Linked DNA regions of Mus musculus: all the other regions are linked to region 1. Evidence: chromatin contacts called from public Hi-C and HiChIP or PLAC-seq data. All regions are on one chromosome and are shown on one strand. The core of a region is the stretch at or near the end of the contact, and the rest is flanking DNA. Distances in the headings are between cores, read along the strand shown. Region 1 holds the start of Gypa (glycophorin A). Region 2 overlaps Gm46044 (a long non-coding RNA gene). Region 3 holds the start of Frem3 (Fras1 related extracellular matrix protein 3).

Region 1 (4,348 bases), core at 497-2,996:
ACCTCCTTTTGATCAATGATGAATAAATTCATCCTTAAAGAAATCTCACAGCTTCCTATGGGAATAAGCATGGGCTATGTTGCAAACTTGTCCACTCCTTGGCTCTTGCGTCTGCCCCCTTCCTCCCCAAGTGGGTCATTTTGAGTGTCATATGTGTATAATCTTGCGTTTCCTTAAGTTTAAAAAAGCATTTGGATGAAGAAAATAAAACAGGAAGTAGTTTGAACATTCTATAGGAACACAGAGACAAGGTGCGAACTCCCGTGGGAAAAAAAAAACCATAAAAGTCTCGCCCTCCTGTTGAGATCGGCAGGAATCACCTGTAGCAATCATCTGAAGCAGAGGTAGCTGGCAGATACTCGTAGGCAGAAATGAACGGCTAAAACAAGGACGATAGACGTCGGACAGAGCTCAAGGATCCAAACTATTTTCCTCCTCTCCAACATCGTAGCTTGTGTTTCTGCATGGCGCTGCAGTGACTGGCCCAATACTACTTAGAGAAAAGTAGCCAAGCACATACAGAACCAACCTGATGAGATCTCTGTCAGATTGCATGTCTCAAACACAATTGTTTAATCTTCAGACGCTGGCTCAAAATTCTCAAAACACAGTTGTGCTTGCCTGACACATTTGTGGGATGTAAGTCATAGATACGACCTGATGATACTCCTGGACAACGAAGAGGAAGGGAAAGACTTGATGTTTTCTCCAGTTGTGTTTTCTTGTTTTGTTTTGTTTCCACATTTCGTTTCTATTATGCAGAACAGCCACTAGAGGTCGCCACGTGTCTCCATTTCCACACACTCGAATTTTCAACCTGAGAAGCCACCAGCTTTTGCATTTCTTTAAATTCGGGGGCGGGGGGGGAGGGGAGGACGCATCAAGGACACCAGAAAGAACCGCAATTCTCTATTAGCTGGTGGTCAGCTCCCGCTCCGCAGCTTAATAAGGGCTGATTTCCAAAGACTTTCGAATCAAAGCTACTCTTCTCCTATGTCCTGAGCCCAAGCCGGTATCTGCCTGGAGTTTGTCTCCGCTGTGGTCGGGCTTCCTGCTTCTGCTCAGCGCTACACACACTCCCTTTATGCTTTCAGGGTGACTGGGGTTTGCCTGGTCTTGTTTTCTAGCGTTTACTTTTGTTATTTGGGGATTGCCTCACGGTCACTGAGCAACAGAGCATTTTAAAGCATTGTAAAGCACGTAACTGCTTTTATAGCCACACGGACACTGCAGTTCAGTTCGAATTCCACTTTCCTGGAAGATTTCTCCCGACTCACGTTTCTTTCATTACTCTTTGAGCTGTCACGAGCTTGACAGCCTTTCAAACCTCAGAGTTCGCAAACATTGTGTAAAGTTTTCAATGCATGCAGTTCGTACACAAGAAGCCACTTTCTTAAGGGATCATAGGGACCCCCGCATTAGAAACACTCCTACTCTCCAAGTCCAGCGCCTGCCCTGACCTCTGCAGTCTCTATGTCCAGTTGAGTGGTCCTTGGTGCTGCCTTGTGGTGCTCACTTCGTTTACATGAAGTAAATTTAACACAGCAGGCAATTCTTTGGAACAAAGATTTTAATTCCACTCTGGTCCTCGCAGTTATGCAGACCTCTAGTTATCTTTATTAACAGACACTAAATAATGTTGCATCATTTAAATGCTAGCCAATGTGTGTCAACGGATAGAGGCCCCGGGAAGGTGGGCCTGAGAGATACCAGGAGGTAGGCAAGGCCTTCCTAAGGCTGACAGACACTCCCAGTATGACCGAGAGCACAGCTGCTGTGACAACATCAGGTGAGTGAATATTTTCAGCTTGATGATATTTTATTCTCGATGACTTATTTAAACTATGAATTGCCCCAATGCTGGTTTTCTTACTTAACTGAACCAATGACTGAGTAGTACATTCAGTTTCAGTCTGGAGGGTGTGTTTAAATAGGATTCAGCTAGGGACAGGAGTGGCACACTGCAGCCCACAACCATTTGTGCCTGAATAGCAGTTCCCCAGTCTAAGAAATGCCTTTGATTCTAACCCTAGATAGCAGTAAACTTGTATCAAGTGTAAGTAATATCGTTACATAAATAACCATGTTACTTCGCTTGGGGCTATGAAGAGACTTATTTCTAAGCTAAGGTTAACTGGTGAAGGTTAGGGTAGACTTATGCCCTTTCTTTTTCAAAACTAGTATAACCAGTTTCTCCTGCTGAGAGGAGACAAGCTGTCAGCATGAAACTGAGGGGTTTCTCTTTGTGGAACTGTTACTACTGTTACTAAGAAAACAACAACAAAAACAACAATAACCACAAAAACCTTTCTAATTGCTCTATGGCTGGGCTGAATCCAAAGTAATATGTTTTTAAAATAAATTAATATAATTTAATTTAATTTATTAAAATAATTTAATTTATTAAAATAATTAAAATTTTAATTTAATATTTTTAAAATTTTAATCGAAATTTAAATTTTAAAAATTATTAAGATAAATTGATATAATAAAATAAATATAATATAAAATAAAATAAATATAATATAATATAAAATAAAATATTTTAAAGTAGCCTTACTTTTGGCCTCCTGAGGATATTTTAAGCCATGTTCTCTCAAACACAGTGAGTGACTCTGTGTTAGAAACACATAGCCCAGGCGAGGGGGGGGGGAGCATATTTCATCCATGGCACAGCTACGGCCTGAGTCAGGGTGGACAGCAGAGAAGTGCTGAGCTCTCTGTAGGACACTGGGTGAGATTCAGTCTCCCTGGCAGAGGGTATGAGGCAAGCGTTAGGAACACGGGCACAATGTGGGGCCTAGTAAACACAGAAGTGGATGATCACAGTCAGCTATTGGATGGGTCACACGGCCCCCAGTGGAGGAGCTAGAGAAATTACCCAAGGAGCTAAAGGGAACTGCAACCCTATAGGTGGAACAACAATATGAACTAACCAGTACCCGGGAGCTCTTGTCTTTAGCTGCATATGTATCAAAAGATGGCCTAGTCGGCCATCACTGCAAAGAGAGGCCCATTGGACTTGCAAACTTTATATGCCCCAGTACAGGGGAACGCCAGGGCCAAAAAGGGGGAGTGGGTGGGTAGGGGATTGGGGGGGTGGGTATGGGGGACCTTTGGGATAGCATTGAAAATGTAAACGAGGAAAATACCTAATTAAAAAAAGAAGAAGAAAAAAAGAGATTGCTAAAAAAAAAAAAAAGGAACACGGGCACAAGAAACAGAAGTGAATTCAAATCTAAGTCTGGTATACCTGAGGCAAATCATTGGCCCTATCTTGGCCTCATCTATAAAATGCAGGCAATGCTGATACTGATCTCGTAATAACCGCATAAGGGCTGAGCTAAGTACCATTAAAATAGGTGCTCGCTATGGTAGCCATGACTAGCCATAGTAGTACACCATGATGTCTCTGTATCATGTGAGGTCCCTGGCTGCCTTTGTATTTCAGTCCACCCGACTAGAGCTGTGATCAGCAGAACATGTGGATATCAGGTATCTTTGGGTGCTCATTTCACACCCTTTCAATATATAGCCACGGATAGAATGACTGACTGTGTAATATGTTTGGGGTCTCCACAATGTTGCGACAGTGACTTCTTTATAAAGTTTACTTTTATTCCACATCCTCAGAACTTTTTTTCTTTTTTTAAAGAATACCTGTTGCAGCTGGGGAGCATGCTGTGATCCCAGCACTCAGAGGCAGAGGCAGGAGGATCTCTGTGTGTCTGGTCTACATAGCATGACCTGTGTCAAAGCAAAAAGTTAGCGAGATAGCTTTATAACTCAGAGTCCTTGTTCTCTTGCTGAGGCCCTGAGTTCTGTTCCCAGATCCTCCAGAGCAGCTTACAACCATTGCAGCTCCAGTCTTAAGGTGTCTGATGCCTCTTTGGGACTCCACCAGCATTGTGACCTTCTGCCAGACAAATAGTTGACTAATCTTATGCCACTCTGCAGGCTGTGGGAAGCATATTTAGAATAACTTTCCTGATTTTTCTTTACAGGTCATTCTCTTACAACCACCTTCCATATACCTTCAAGTCAACATTACCAAGAAGAGCATTCACCATCATTGTCAGGATCAGGTAGGAGCTATAAAACATAGGTGCATATTACACATTTCCATAGTGAGGAGCACTTGTTGCTCTTGAAAACTAGCGTTTCCAGAACCCACATAGCAGCTCACAGCTGTCTGTAACTCTAGCTCTAGAGGATCTCCTGCCACTGCTGCCTCCCACAGGCACCAGGTACATAAAGGGGTACACACACACACACAGAAGCAAACACTCATCCCCATAAAATAAAAATCAATAAATGTGTTTTTAAAAAGTAACCATCGTAACTGGAG
Region 2 (4,287 bases), core at 114-2,613, 83 kb after region 1:
AAAACCCGAGTTCAAATCCCTGGATCCCATGCAAAAGACACAAGCGGTCATTGGAGCACCTGTGATCCCCAGTGCTACCATTGGGACACCAGGGGCAAAGACTGAAGGATCCCCAGAAGCTCCTGAACCAGCCAGCCTGGTGTGCATGACAGAGAACAACAGAGAGACACCATGTCAAAGTGGAAAGGCAATGGCTGACACCACAGTTGTCCTTGGGCCTCACACACACACTCCATGACACCCATGTGCCTACATTCATGTGTGTGAACAAAATAATTAATAAAATAAGATTTGGTTTTAAAAGGGAGTAGGATACATATTACAACATGATAGACATTGGAAATGTTTTACAAAGTAAATAAAGGCATTTACAAAAACTATATATTATGTGATTCGCTTACATGAGATGTCCAAAATATTCAGACATATAGAGACAGAAAGGAGACTGACAGCCAGACCTGGGAAAGAAGGGGGTTGGAAATGGAAATGACTGTAACTGAGCAAGTTTCCTTGTAAATAATGAACACAGTACGATTTCCTGAGGTGATCATTGAAGAAGTCTACGAGCACGTGACAAACATGCACTTGTGAGTGCATGGTAGTGAGTAAATGGTAGGTGGAGGCGTGTGTTGCTCTCTACTTTGGCCAGAAAATGTTTTTTTGCAGCAGGTTATGGCTTGTGTAGAGACATATAACTCTTCCAGTGGCAAGCATAAGTAACCCTGAGTGCTTGGTTCTGGAAGGGTTAACTATACTAACCTCCTCTGTCCAACATTGTTGACATGTTCACAGAATTGTTCAATGGTCATCTTAAGAAAATTTGCAGACGATACATATAGAGCTTTCAGGGGTTTTTTGTTTTGTTTTGTTTTTGTTTTTGTTTTTGTTTTTGTTTTTTCAGGAAGCCAGTTTCCTCTGCCTGTGATACAAGGAGGTCAGATTGTTCATACATGTGGCCTCCTGCCTACTCTAACGTTCACATGTGTGGTCTTACCCTTGTTCTGAGGTTCACACATGTGGCCTCACCCCTGCTCTGTGGTTCACACATGTGGCCTCACCCCTGCTCTGTGGTTCACACATGTGGTCTCACCCCTGCTCTGAGGTTCACACATGTGGCCTCACCCCTGCTCTGAGGTTCACACATGTGGCCTCACCTCTGCTCTTTGATACAGGTTCTATTTTATGTCTATTTTACTATGAGAAGACCAGATCCCAAGGAAGCTTCATGAGTTACTCAAGGTCACATGACTCATAATGACAGTGCCAAGACAATCTGGCTCCAGAGATGTGGAAAACAAGGACAGGCCAGGAATGACAAGGGGTGACAGCTTCCGGAAAAGGCATGTTGGAGATGGCAAATGTGCTGAGAGGTCAGACCACTCAAGTGTCTGGTGGATTTAGCAAACAATGAGTCACCGTGTCCTCAGGATGAGTCTGTCTGGTGGCCTAAATAGCAGAATATTTTAAATAAAGGAGAGGGTTAAAGGATTAAGGGGTTTCTGCTTCTTCCTGAATTGCTTCACTCAATGAACTCAGGAATTTTCCTCGAGTAAAGAAACTCTATGGTTAAGAAATCTACAGAGGGCCAGAGAAATGGCTCAGCAGATAAGACCACTGGCTGCTCTGTCAGGGCTATGGTTTCCAGCACCCACACAGTGGATCACGACCATTTGTAACTCCAGCTCCAGGGGATCTGAGACTCTCTTCTGGCTTCCACTGTACAGCACACTTATGGTGAATAGACAGACATGCAAGCAACACAACCATGCACATAAAATAAAAATAAATAGATGTTTGTGGTTGGTTTTAGGTTTGGATCCAGTGTTTGTTTGTTTCTCTGGTTTTGGTTGGTTGGTTGGTTGGTTGGTTGGTTGGTTGGTTGGTTGGTTGGTTGGTTGGTTTTGATTTTCAAGGCAAAGTTACTCTATGTAGCCCTGCATTTTCCTGAATCTCACTATGTACACCAGGCTGGCCTTGTTCTTAGAAGTCCACTTGTCTCTGCCTCCTCAGTGCTAGGATTAAAGGTGTGTAACTTCATACCCCACAAATAAATCTTAGGAAGGAAGGAAGGGAGGGAGGAAGGAAGGAAGGAAGGAAGGAAGGAAGGAAGGAAGGAAGGAAGGAAGGAAGGAAGGGGGAGGACAAGTTATCAGATTTCTAGAAGCAGATTTCTGTGTACTGTCTTTGATGAAAACATAAATTAACAAACATGTTTAATTTTTTTATTCAGAAACAAAACTATAGGAACTAAAGATATGCTAAGTATCTCAAATATTTGCCTAATCTCTTGTGTCATATGCAGTCTTATTTTCAAATTAACTTATGATATATATGTGCTAATAATAACTGCCAAGTAAAGAACTTAATGCACATTGAAATGCATAAAATTAATATATTTTACATATACACATGTATATACACAAAAGAACATATACATGTAGAAATTATGCTGAAACAAACAGCAAGCTCTTAGTGGAATAGCAATCAGGATTGTAGATGTAATTCTGTGGCAAGAGCAAGTCCTTCAGGAGCCTTCACCTTTTTCATTCTCTTTGGTCTAATAATACAAATTTTGAAAATATGCACAAAGAGGGACTAATAATTAACATTAGGAAAAGACCACAAGAGAAGTCACAAGAATCAGACACCCACTTGTTCACACACTCGGGAATCCCATAAAATATTAATTTAAACGCCATAATATATACATAGAGCACCTGGTGCAGACCTCTGTAGGCCCTGGACTTGCTGCTTCAGTCTGTGAATTCATATGAGCTCTGGTCAGTTGATCTAAAGGGATTGGTTTCCCAGTATCCTCCATTCCATCTGGACCTTTCTTTATCATTATTATTAATTGGTTATTTTATTTACTTACATCCCAAATGTTGCCCCCCTCCTGGTCCTCCCTCTCAGAGTTCTTTCCCTATACTCCCTCCCCTTCACCTCTGAGAAGACACCTCCCCCCAAGTATTACCCACAAAATGATGCTCATAGTTTTTCTAACCCTCTGTGCAGTGGGAGATGGTCAGCATCAACTGCATCCATGAACCTCTTCTGCTCTAGCTAGAACTGTATAAAGTCACTGGAAGCCATGGGCATTGTGGTGGTTTGAATGAGAATCGTTCCCATGGGTGTATGTATTTGAATTATTGTTCCCCAGTTAATTTGGAAAGGATTGGGATGAGACATGTCAGAGGAGGTGTGACCTTGTTGAAGGAGGTGTGGCCTTGTTAAAGGAGGTGTGACCTTGCTGGAGGAGGCATGGCCTTGTTGGAGGAGATGTGGCCTTGTCACTGTGAGTGAGCTTTGATGATTAAAAGCCCCATACCATTCCCACCTAGATTCCTACCACTTATGGATCAGATGCAAGCTCTCAGCTTCTGATTCTATACCTATTTGCATACTGCCATCCTCTCTGCCATGATGGTCATAGACTTACCCTCTGAAATCATAAACCCAACAAACTCTTTCTTCCCTAAGTTGCCTTGGCCAACTTAAATGTAATTAACACAGTGTGGTGGCTTGAAAAAAATGGCCCCCATAGGGCTAATAGGGAGTGGCACTATTAGAAGGTATGGCCTTGTTGGAGTAGGTGTGGTGTTTTGAAGAAAGGGTGTCTCTGGGGACAGGCTTTGAGGTTTCAGAAGCTCAGGCCAGGTCTTTGTGGTTGTCTCTTCCTGAACCCTGCTGATTCAGATGTAGAAACTTTGAGCTACCTCTCCAGGACCATGTCTACCTTCATGCTACCCTGTTTTCCACCATGATGATAATGGACTAAACCTCTGAACTGTAAGCCAGCTCCAGTTAAATGGTTTTCTTCATAAGAGTTGCCTTGGTCATAGTGTCTCTTCCCAGCAATAGAAACCCTAACGAAGACAGATAGTCAGGGGTTAGTTGGTCTCTGAGTCTCCAAGGGTTTTCTGCTTTTCAGTGAGCTTTTACCCAGGGCTTTCAGAGAGGCCCCATGCTCTATCAGGATTCTCTAGCCTGTGTTGTTTCCTTTCATGTATTGATTACTAGCTCTTGAGTTTTGTACCACCCTTTGTTATTGTCTAGACCCTGCCCCTATCATTAGAATTTACCAAAACCTAGATTCAGTCAAGATGGCACTCAACCTATGATAACTAAACACAATACAGTCATACAGGGAGACACTATTTAGCAATAAAACGAGTGAAGGCTGGAGAAGTGGCCAAGCAACTAAGGGCACTTGCTGTTCTCATAGTGGACCTGTGCTCTTTTCCCAGCTCTCACATGAGCCTGTTCACAGTTGCATGGAACTCTAGT
Region 3 (4,699 bases), core at 753-3,252, 120 kb after region 1:
CTAGAAATGGGAACAAAACACCCATGGAAGGAGCTACAGAGACAAAATTTGGAGCTGTGACGAAAAGATGCACCATCTAGTGATTGCCATATGCAGGGATCCATCCCATAATCAGCTTCCAAACGCTGACACCATTGCACACACTAGCAAAATTTTGCTGAAAGGACCCAGATATAGCTCTCTCTTGTGAGACTATGCCGGGGCCTAGTAAACACAGAAGTGGATGATCACAGTCAGCTATTGGATGGATCACACGGCCCCCAATGCAAGAGCTAGAGATATTACCCAAGGAGCTAAAGGGAACTGCAACCGTATAGGTGGAACAACAATATGAACTAACCAGTACCCCGGAACTCTTGTCTCTAGCTGCATATGCATCAAAAGATGGCCTAGTCGGCCATCACTGCAAAGAGAGACCCATTGGACTTGCCAACTTTAGATGCCCAGTACAGGGGAACGCCAGGGCCAAAAAGGGGGAGTGGGTGGGTAGGGGATTGGGGGTGGGGTGGATATGGGGGACCTTTGGGATAGCATTGAAAATGTAAACGAGAAAAATACCTAATTAAAAAAAATTTAAAAAAAAAACAGTGGTGTGGTCCTGGCTATGGCAGCAGCAGTGGCTGCTGCTGCTAAAGTAAATTAACCATCTGCAACACTGCAGAAAGATCGAAAGATTAATTTGTGGATATAACCCCCAGGTTTATATTATCCAATTGAAGCTTTTTTTTTTAACCAAGAGTTTTGCATGCATCTATTTTCAGTCACTAAAATGTCCCTGACATGAAAAAAAGGAATCAGGTGACATGGATTATCTTGAACAGTGACTGACCAGATTCTTCTAGTCCCTAAGAAATTAAGACAAGTCAAGACCTGGCACTCACGTCACTCACAGACAGGAAAGGCCATCATTTGAAAGCCTGGTTCCGAGCGTGCAATGGATTATCACAGAGATTTAGTTGTGGGGTTTTCTTGGGCACTGCTGCTCCTACCTCCTCTCCCCTGGCTAATGTATATTTTCCAACCAAGAAAGTAACAGGAAAGAAAAGAAACAGCTAATGTCTAGTGTTGATCAGGTATGGAAACTACATTCTAAGAAAGCCACAGGAAGCTGACCCCCCACACCCAATTGCTTTGTGTGAGACCCATTCACTGGGAACAGATTAAAAGCTCTTCAAGTTTGCCAGCCTGGAAATTGTTGCTTCCCCACTCTCCAAACCCTGAAGCTGCCCCTGCCCCGTCCCTGACACACACACACACACACACACACACACACACAGAGAGAGAGAGAGAGAGAGAGAGAGAGAGAGAGAGAGAGAGATCCTGTTCCCTCATCGCAAAAAAAAAAAAAAAAAAAAAAAAAAAAAGACCCTGCAAAGAAACTACCAGGGTTGCTGTGAACGTGCAGAATTGACAGACCTGGAATAAGCTGCTTCATCAGACAGACAGACAGACAGACAGACAGACAGACAGGAAATTCTTTTTTGCAAAAATCCCTCCCACCAGCTTTTTTTAATGTCCAACGTGAAACTCAATTTTGGCGAGAAAAAGCACTCCTGTCAGCGGTAAGAGAGACTGGCTCTGCACTCAATCAGAGACACTATTCCTCCTGGGTGAACAGACCATGCCAGCGGTGTCTCCCACGCACATAACTCACCCAGGCGCAGTCACTCTCACTTTCCCAGCCCCGAGGAACAATCCTCTTGTGGCTCCCAGAGAAAGGGGTATCCAAAGAAGACAGTGGGAGGCAGGCAACTCAAGGCTGTGACAAATCAAGGTAACTGGGCTAAAGACACTGGGAAGCGGCGGGGAGTGCCTGCATGCTCGCTATGTGTCGGTGTGCTGGGGCACATCTGGGGGGCCACTGACACCAGCTCAGGTGGAGACTTGGAATGCAAAAGACAGAGAGAGCTTGTCCGTTGCTGTTAGTTGCTGCAGCTCCTGGATCTGGCGGGATCCAAGCATCCCCGCCCTCCCGCAGAGTCTCTCTGCTTCCACTGGAGTGGGCATCCTCTAGATATATCAACTCCAGAATTCCATCGGACTATGGCTGGAGATTCTCTGAGCCTTCCTGGGATGTCCCTGCAGCTGCTAGTGACTCTCACCTGCCTGCTTCTGACTTGTGCACTGAGGGAAAGGGTACCCTTGAGTGAAAACGTGTCCCACTGTGAGCTTTACCTGCCTCCCTGGGGAGCGCTTAATGGTGGTAGTCACCAGAACCCTGGCATTCTGATCGCCAACTCCGGGTTCCAAGTGCCACAGGGCCGCTCGGTTTGGCTTAACCCACTGCGGGATCTAGTGATTCGAGTGCAGCGCGGGGATCAGTGCAAGGTGACAGTGCTGGACTTCCCGCGGCTCCAAGGCGCGCTCTCCCCGCACCAATTTCCCTGTGATTTCGGGGCCCAACAGGTTAAGTACACTCACTTCGGCTCGCCCAGCTCCACAAGAACCCGGATACAGCTGCAGGTGCGCTATGACGCAGGGAATTCCACGCTGGTGCTGCCCTTCACTCTGCAAGTGAATGTAGTCTTCCCCAAGCTTCAGTTGGTGGCGCGCAACAGGCCACTGAAAGTGTTTAAAGTGCTAGGCTGCAGCCATGCCATCGACAGGAGAGTGCTAAACTTTGCCTCCAGGAGCAGGTGCAGGCTCACCGTGCTTCCTCACCCTGGCGGACCACTCCCCAAGTATGGACTCTTGGTGGACACCGCTGGGAACCCTCTCTCCAGGGGCCATCTGGCCGACTGTGAGGCTTTTATCCAGGCTGGCGTACGCTACCAGCATACCACCACACCATCCTCACCCAGCAGGGACTATGTGCCCATGCTAGTGGAGCTGCTTGGACCAGAGTCACAAGGTACTAGGTCAGTGGAGGTGCTGGCCCAGGAGTACTTCCAAATTCAAGTCAGAATCCAGAAGCGAGCCAGGAGCACAGCACCAATACCTAGTCTCGCGGCTCTAATGATAGTGGAGGTTGAACAGTCCTTACTGACAGCCCTGACACCTGATGTGCTGGCTGCAGAAGACAGCGAGTCAGACCCTGACGACCTAGTCTTCAACATTCTCAATGTACCCGAGGCCCCACCTGGACACCATGGTGGACAGGGTTATGTGGTGAACACAGATGACCCCCTGGGCCTTCCAGTCTCTTTCTTTACCCAGAAAGAGCTTCGAGAGCTGAAAATAGCCTATCGACCCCCAACGGGGAGCTCAGAAGGGGACCACGTCTTTCAGCTCAAACTGCAGGTGGTGGATGAAGATGGTGACACCTCTGAGCCTTTTGCTTTCATGGTGGTGGTAAAGTCTATGAATGTGCTGGCTCCAATAGCTAGCTACAGAGGAGGACTTGTGGTGTTTGAAGGCCAGGCAAGGCCCTTGTCTGATGCCCTAAGCTTTCAGGTCAGTGATAAAGATAATTCCAAAGAAATAAAAATTGTTGCAGTCAGAGGTTTGCAACACGGGCAGCTGGTAGTGCATGGGGCACCTGCTGGGTGCAAGAATTTCACACTGGCAGACCTAAGTGCAGGGAGAGTGGTGTACCAGCATGATGGCAGTGACTCTTACAGTGACAACATCATCCTCAAGATGGAGGGTGAGCACCACCGGGTGGACTTCCTCTTCCCCATCACTATCGTGCCCGTGGATGATGCGGCACCAGTGCTCACCGCCAACATGGGACTCTCCGTGACTGAAGGGCAAGTGGTCCAGATATCCCCCTTTGTCTTATGTGCCACCGATATTGATTCTGAGGACTCAGCTATCCTCTTTGTGTTGGAAGACGAACACCTGGAAGGAAAAGAGGAAGAAACACATGAAGATCTGGCCCCTGGTTCCTACAGCTCAAGCCAGCACCCAGGCAACATGCTGCTGAGGCAGGCTGAGCCCCCTTCGTCCCTTCTGTACAGTGACTGGCACTATGTGGAAAAGGAGGGCCTTTATGAGACGGTAGTGACTGAGTGGCTGCAGAGAGACATAATGGAAGGGAGACTGTTCTTCTCCCATCCTGGACCACATAGCCCATCTCCAGTGGCTCATCTGGCCTTCCATGTGCAGGATGACCAGGACCCACCAAACCTCTCCAACCAGCACTTCTTCACCATCAGCATCCAGCCTGCAGATACGTCGCAGCCTCAGCTATCTCCAGAAACGACCCTAGAAATGACAGTGCAAGGATACCAGCTCACTCCCTTCCAGCAGAAGTACCTCCAGTACACTGACCAGAACTCAGATGAACAGAACCTGTGGTACACTCTACTGACGCGACCAACAGACGCTGACAGCAACCATCAAGTCCAGGCTGGAGAGATCGTGCTCACTGATTCACCAGGTAGACCCATCGTTCATTTTACCCAAACCCAGGTCAATCATCAAAAAATTGCTTATCGACCCCCACAGAGGAATCTTGGCATTGTACCTCGAGTTGTACAATTCACCTATAAGGTGGAAGACACTGCAGGCAACAGTGTGTCAGGTACATTCACAGTATTCCTGCAGCCTTTGAACAATCAGCCACCAAAAGTCATCAATAGAGGCTTCGCTGTCTTGGAGGGAGATAGCTTTATTCTTGGCAGAGGTGAACTTAATGTTTCAGACCCTGACACCAATGATGATCAAATTTTCTTCATTTTAGTTTGGGGTCCCCAGCATGGACACTTGCAGTACTTTAAAAAATATATGGTTCCAGGAGAATCATTTATGCTAGCTG

What was found. Hi-C and Micro-C count contacts between places; a contact is called where the count stands out from the background. HiChIP or PLAC-seq counts read pairs in DNA pulled down with a chosen protein or histone mark.
Region 2: a contact with region 1 is called in a Hi-C map of cumulus cells, with 1.9 times the contacts expected there. The contact joins the enhancer-like site here to the promoter of Gypa in region 1. A contact is called at or near these places in 2 of 39 promoter capture datasets (the HPC-7 cell line and macrophages), 4 of 484 Hi-C or Micro-C datasets (cumulus cells, nephron progenitors and neural progenitor cells), 2 of 115 datasets of contacts at active chromatin or transcription factors (embryonic stem cells and fetal liver) and 1 of 9 other capture datasets (liver).
Region 3: an H3K4me3 HiChIP or PLAC-seq map of fetal liver shows a contact between it and region 1, with 2.8 times the contacts expected there. The contact joins the promoter of Frem3 here to the promoter of Gypa in region 1. A contact is called at or near these places in 5 of 39 promoter capture datasets (the HPC-7 cell line, embryonic stem cells, fetal liver and 1 more), 9 of 484 Hi-C or Micro-C datasets (cortical neurons, embryonic stem cells, gonadal supporting cells and 2 more), 7 of 115 datasets of contacts at active chromatin or transcription factors (cardiomyocytes, embryonic stem cells and fetal liver) and 2 of 9 other capture datasets (adipose tissue and embryonic stem cells).

What each region holds. Positions count from the first base shown.
Region 1 is chr8:80,492,299-80,496,646 of GRCm38.p6, forward strand. It overlaps Gypa (glycophorin A), which reads left to right and starts at 1,747. Exons shown (of 8, transcript NM_010369.3): 1 at 1,747-1,789; 2 at 4,005-4,085. The coding sequence starts at 1,756. RefSeq lists a cis regulatory region at 1,469-1,651.
Region 2 is chr8:80,575,993-80,580,279 of GRCm38.p6, forward strand. All of the region lies in intron 1 of Gm46044 (a long non-coding RNA gene), which reads right to left. Among named protein-coding and RNA genes, the nearest start is that of Gm46044, 14 kb to the right of the region's middle. Within about 2 kb of position 1,364, at least 2 of the 459 cell types and tissues checked have an H3K27ac peak or open chromatin away from gene starts, as enhancers often do.
Region 3 is chr8:80,609,037-80,613,735 of GRCm38.p6, forward strand. Frem3 (Fras1 related extracellular matrix protein 3) reads left to right here and starts at 2,003. Exons shown (of 8, transcript NM_001167898.1): 1 at 2,003-4,699. The coding sequence starts at 2,044.